Linked DNA regions of Gossypium hirsutum: region 2 is linked to region 1. A link is a contact called in public Hi-C data. All regions are on one chromosome and are shown on one strand. The core of a region is the stretch at or near the end of the contact, and the rest is flanking DNA. Distances in the headings are between cores, read along the strand shown.

Region 1 (3,057 bases), core at 296-2,795:
TTGGAATCCAGAAGCAAATTTTCAGGCTTAAGGTCTCGATGAACCACCATATTTCTGTGGCAGTACTCCACCCCAGAAATTATCTGCTTCCAAAGATTTCATACTTGTAATTTCTAAGAAGAAAAAGAAAGTCAATAATAGTAATAAATAAGAACTTCCAACCAGACCTGCTGAAAAAAGTTGCGAGCCTCGTCCTCTTGCAACCTTCCTTTCTCCACAATATAATCAAAGAGTTCTCCGGACTTCACATATTCCATAACCACAAAGATATCCGTCGCTGTCTCTATGACCTCGTACAGTCGTATGATGTGAGGGTGCATAAACAATCTCAAAATCTTAATCTCCCTTCTAACTGCACCAAATATTAAGCCTTTCTGTTTCAATAATTCTATAAAATTTGACTACAACATGCAAGACTCATGAAAGCAAAACACGATTAAGATTCAAGAAAGCTACCAAAAGTCCTCTTTTTGTATTAAGGAATTATTCCCATTTTAACAGAAATAAAGCACCAAGAGATTTGATCATTCAAAGTAACGAATCGTCAGAACCAAGACAGTTTATAATGTTTTAATTGATTACCTTTTCCGATAGCAAGATAACATGTAGCAAAAACAATAATCAAACAGAACCTAAGAAATCAAATCCTTCAAAATAACAAACTTAAGAAAACCATTCAAAAATTAATATGAGAAATCTAATTTATAATCAGTAAATTAAAATTGTTCTTGGTTGAGTGAAATAGTGAAAAGAGAGGAGAGTGGAGAAGTATTTCAAATCTTAATGTACAAAAATAATTCATTTCGAATCACCTTTCGGGCAAAAAAAAATTCATTTCAAATTATTTGTTCTTCTCATTCTTCTATCTGTCGTAGCACAGCAAAAATATTTTTTTTCTTTCTATTTTCTCCCCTCCAACTTTTCATCTTTCCAAATTTCTTTCAACTTTACCAAACAAAGCATTAAGGTCACGAATATTGTTATTCTAATAAATTACTATATCATTAATGCTCAAACTTTTTTCTTACTTCAACAACTAAAATAAAACATAAAATTCAATTCTAAAAAAATTAAAAAAATATTTCAAATTTGTTTCAAAAAAAGTACCTTTTTCCTCCATCTCCATATTCTTAATCTTTCTCCGATTAAGAATCTTAATAGCAACTTTATAACCAGTCGAAGAATGTTCAGCAATTTTAACCTTTCCAAACGACCCAATTCCAAGCGTTTTTCCAAGCTTGTAATTCGATAATACATTATCCGCTCCTCTTCCTCCCGATCCATCCATTTTTTTTCCTTTTTCTTAACTAAAAACCAAATAAAAAATATAAAAATAAAAATCAACTAAATCAAAACTGCTAAAAATGAAAAATATTAAGTGTAAGGCTACCTGATTCGATCGGAACTGCCTGCCTTAGGTTTTCTTTTGACGGAGAATCCAATCGGAGGAACAAGCGAACGAGCGAGCGAGAGTTTTTTCTTATTGGTTAAAATTCTGACTTTTTTTCTTCTTCTTCTTTTGCCCTTAGGCTTTGATAGAATAACAGTGATATTCCCCAACTTTTTGTCGTTTTGTTCGAATTCTGAGAGAGAAAAGTACCTAGGAAGTCCTTGTCTTATAAGGATTATATCAAATTAGTCCTTCTATTAATAAATGGGTCGATTTAACCCCTATACTATTAAGAGAATCAAACAAATCCAAATTATAATAGATCTAATATTTACTATATAAAAAATATCTTGAAATTTATGTTTTCAATTGCAATTCAATTCTAAACAAAATATTAACTTTAAAAATATTAACTCTATTAAACAGTAAATAATTTTTTAAAAATTAGTAAATGTTAACTCTATTTCAATTTGGTCTTTTTTTATTCTCTTTAATAGTAATAGTAGAGGAATTAATTTGATCAAGTCCCTATAATAGAGGGACTTCTTAGATATATTCACCGATTTTTTATGCACATTTTTAGAGAATTTTAGATTTGATTAATTTTAGGTTTTGCTAAAATATTGTGAATTTTAAAAGTAATTCTTAGAATTTACTGTTAAAATATTTTAATATTTAAATGAATTTGAATATAGAAATATTATAAATTTAAAAGAATACATATCATATTTCAATTTTTTTTGAAAAATAATAAACAATTTAAGAATTTATAAACAAGATAAACTCAGATACTAAAATAAAATTACAAAAAACTCTCATATATAATTAATCTTTAGATTCGAATGTTGATGTTTTTTTAAAAAATTATATATTTACTTAAAAGAAAGAGAATATATCAACAAAGAGAATAAATGGGTAGATAAGAAGTAAAAATAAAATATTTAAAGAATAATATAATATTAAAAATAAAAAAATTTATTATATGTCTACACGCGTGGGAACCACGTATTTATAATGTAAATGTGTATTTGAAAATGACATATAATAAATAATAAAATGTATGGTTTAAAACTAATTAATAATAACAATTGAAATATGTATGATATTAAAATGAAAAAATAGATTAAATTTAAACACATAGATTAAATGAGTACAATTATTTATCACGGTGTTTTCATCAATCTAGAGTTGCTGTCAACTTATCTTGTGAAATCAATTTAATTAATATTATTAATATATACAACTGATGAAGGTAAAAATTATAAAAATGTATAAAAAAATATTAAAATGTTTTTATTAATTTTTGTTAAAGTAAAAGACTAAAGTACCCTCAACTTATTTTAATTATAAAAAAATATTTTCGTAATTTGGCCTCACGATGCCTATGATTAACCGTAGTGACCCAGCCTTCCTCAATAAGCTTCCAATAATCGTGGAGAAGATCACTAAAATGGCGAGTGTGCATGTATGGACGTTGGAGAAGATGAACCACCAGCAGAGCATCCACTTCCACGATCATCTGTTGAATCTGCAGCCTCTTAGCATTTGGAGACCTTCGCAGACACCTCAAAGCTCAACTTGCAAGCTAATCGTCTTGTCGATTATAAAACTAAATCTGTCGACCAAGCTATCGGAATCATCCCTATAAGGCCCTCAGTTGAAGCAAC
Region 2 (3,057 bases), core at 270-2,769, 82 kb before region 1:
AAAAGGAAAAAAATCGAAAGTTTTTAGAACATTAAAATTAGAGAAGGAGATTGCAGAAATTTTTTGCTTAAATAGCATCATCAACATTGTAGTCAAACTTCCACTACAAAATAAAGACATTCATAATGTAAAGATCAGATGAAATTGTGAAATTATTGTTCCCTAATGGCAGACTAAATAAGGCACCATGAAGGGAAAAAAATCAAACCAAATGATCAAACTGTATAATATATTAGATAATTTTTAGGTCATAATAAGAAATTACATGCATACAAGTAATACAAAAATAAAGAGCAGCCAATGCACTAATTCCTTCTTTTTGCAAAGATATTAACTAACAATAACCAAGATCAAACAAGGTTCAACTACATGAGAAACAGAAAATAGTATATGTATATGTTTCTTATAGAATACATAAAATATTTGTTTCCCAGTTATAGCTTTTTTGGTCATGGTCGTAGAAAACAAACCTGTCCCGATCACGAGGAACAATGTTCAAGATAGCATATGGACATATTTCTTATATAATATGTAAAATGTTTGTTTTCCCCCACATACCTTTTTGGTCATGGTTGTAGAAAACAAATACGTGTACCTATCCCGAGGAATAACATTCAAAATATCGTTAGTGCTTTTTCAAAATCCTTATTCAGCAACCTATCTGCCCCATCTAGGACTTATTAAATAAATAAAAATATTATTTCAACAATATATACATAACTAACAATCAACAAGAAATGCAAGTCACAAGGTAGGTAGTTTAATACTCACTTACTCCAATTATATCAAGCAACAACTAACATGGATACCTTGAGACATTGGCATTCATATCATGAAGGTGGAAATTAACAAAGTAGAATTTGGCAGTTCAACGATGGAAAATTTATTTAACAGAACTTGTAAGAAATCTAATACAATAGATTTATCAAATTTAAAAGACAAAGGGATGCCTCAATAAAAAGTGTGGAAAAAGAATAAAAAAAAACTTTTATAAAATAAGACTTAGTCATTGTCTTTCAAACTAAAATGTGACCATGAATATTAAATAAAAAAAGGGAATTTGAGAAAATAAAAGGCAGGAGTAGAAAAGATTCTTACAAAATATTTTAACATACGAAGAGAAAAACCTTTAGCATTGGTAAGGTAATCCACAAGGCGTCCAGGAGTTCCAACCCATAGGATAAATACCAATTGTTTATAAAAAAGGATATTCAAATGTATTCTGTGTTCTGAGATACCTATTTCCAGATCAATTGTTTATGTGTGTCCTAAAAATTGATAGTAACTTAGAAACCAGCTAGATACCCCTTGCCCTAATTCTCTGCAAGTGTATCATAAAGAAACTATACCTTGCTAACCTAGATGACATCAATATCATACAAGGGAAATTCATTCATATAGTGCAGTCGACCAATATATCAATATTAAAGAAGAAGACTATGATGGCCACATATCAAGCATAAGTATACTAGATGCCATGTAGCGTAATCTCTATCACTACATCTTAGAAAATAAGAGCATGTTTGGTTAGGGGAATAGGAATGCATTCCTCCCCAATTCAACGGGCCCACCACCAAACGCTGATTAGGGATTCCATTCCCTATTCTTTTTTTCTTTTTCATTTTTTGCCCTCAAGCTTCAACAATCTTCTCCTACGTTTCCCTTCCATTGATTCACCAGGTAATTTTTTTTCCTTCTTTATGATTTTTTCTTCTTACGTTTGGGTACTTAAAACCGATTTATGCCCTCAGCTTCATCTTCTCCTATGTTTCTTTTTTTTTTTTTATCAGGAACGAAAAAATGTTTTTTCACTCTTTACTTAAAATCGATTTCTTGGGTTAGGGCAGGGAAGATCATTTTTTCTTTTCTTTCTACTCCTAACTCTACAACAGCTTGACAGGTGAGTACCAGTTTCAAAGCAGCTCGCACTTCCTTGTTCATTTTACAGGTTGGTTTTGCTTCTCCTCAAATCTGCAATATTTGTTATATTATGCACCAAAATAAACCTCATTCACTTACCTGGTCTTGATCTGAATCTTTTGTTTTCCTAATTTTGATTCTTTTTAAAGTATTTCATATGATTTCCATTGGGCTTTTCTTTGACTGATTTTATTGTATGTTTGATTGAACAGATGAAAAGTTTTTGAAGGTGGTTCTCTTCTTGTTCTTTGATTGTTTTCCGAATGGCTTCTGATTTCGACTAGTTAAGTTCTGTTTATTTGCATTTCTTGAAATTTTCTAATGATAACATTGTGGGTTTAAATATTAAGAGGATGTTAACATTGTGGGTTCTAATGATATATTCACTTTTTTAACATCTTCTATGTTCTGGTGCTTTGATGTCCATATGTTTTAACATCTTCTATACTTTTCTGTATTGATTGTTTTGTTTTGTTTTTTGTTTTTAAAGATATTTTAGATTGTTATTTGATACAGATTTTACTCATGTAAATATGAAATGAAACAAAAGAGATCAATAATTTTAATAGATTTAGAGCAAGGGACGCATACACTTGTGTTAATTTTTCTGGAAAAAGTAGATATTTTTTTATTTCTCCAAGTAAAGCCGGTAGTAGAAACTTAATAGAATAATGCTGCTGTTACTAGCAGCATTCAGGTGATAAACAAACAACCTGATTCATTTTCAAACTACATAGCTGGGAAGATTACTAGCTACATATAACAGGCAGAAACACAATACAAAACTGCTTATTTGTTTTGGTTGGTAATGCAGGCTTCTACTCTCACTTAACCCTTCATTAGTACTCTATCCAAATTGCTTACTAAATCATTGATACAATTTTTCAATAGTTTGAGTTGTTGGACAGTCCATTCATCCAAAACCTCATATTTTGCTACAGACTTGGCATCCATGGTTTTTTCAGATTGAAACCTTGCTCCCCTTTGGTGGTGTATTACCAAACTTCCAGTGTAATTGACTAAATCTATCAGGTAAAACATCACCTGCTACCACATTTTAATTTGTTCCACATCAGAAATTCCTTTCAAATTTTCTGCTGTGATCTTCACTTTTACTGAATCAATGTTACTATCCTT

What was found. A called contact is a pair of places that touch in the nucleus more often than the background predicts.
Region 2: a Hi-C map of leaf shows a contact between it and region 1, with 2.1 times the contacts expected there. The contact joins the enhancer-like site here to the promoter of LOC107890484 in region 1. A contact is called at or near these places in 6 of 34 Hi-C or Micro-C datasets (callus, leaf and petal).

The regions. Positions count from the first base shown.
Region 1 is chrD09:2,942,523-2,945,579 of Gossypium_hirsutum_v2.1, reverse strand. LOC107890484 (SNF1-related protein kinase catalytic subunit alpha KIN10) reads right to left here and starts at 1,545. Exons shown (of 11, transcript XM_016814935.2): 1 at 1,391-1,545; 2 at 1,108-1,307; 3 at 168-352; 4 at 1-83. The coding sequence starts at 1,288.
Region 2 is chrD09:3,024,918-3,027,974 of Gossypium_hirsutum_v2.1, reverse strand. No RefSeq gene overlaps it. Among protein-coding and RNA genes, the nearest start is that of LOC107892815, 6.6 kb to the right of the region's middle. Within about 2 kb of position 1,519, at least 9 of the 9 cell types and tissues checked have an H3K27ac peak or open chromatin away from gene starts, as enhancers often do. A contact at or near this core is called in leaf, where this site is marked.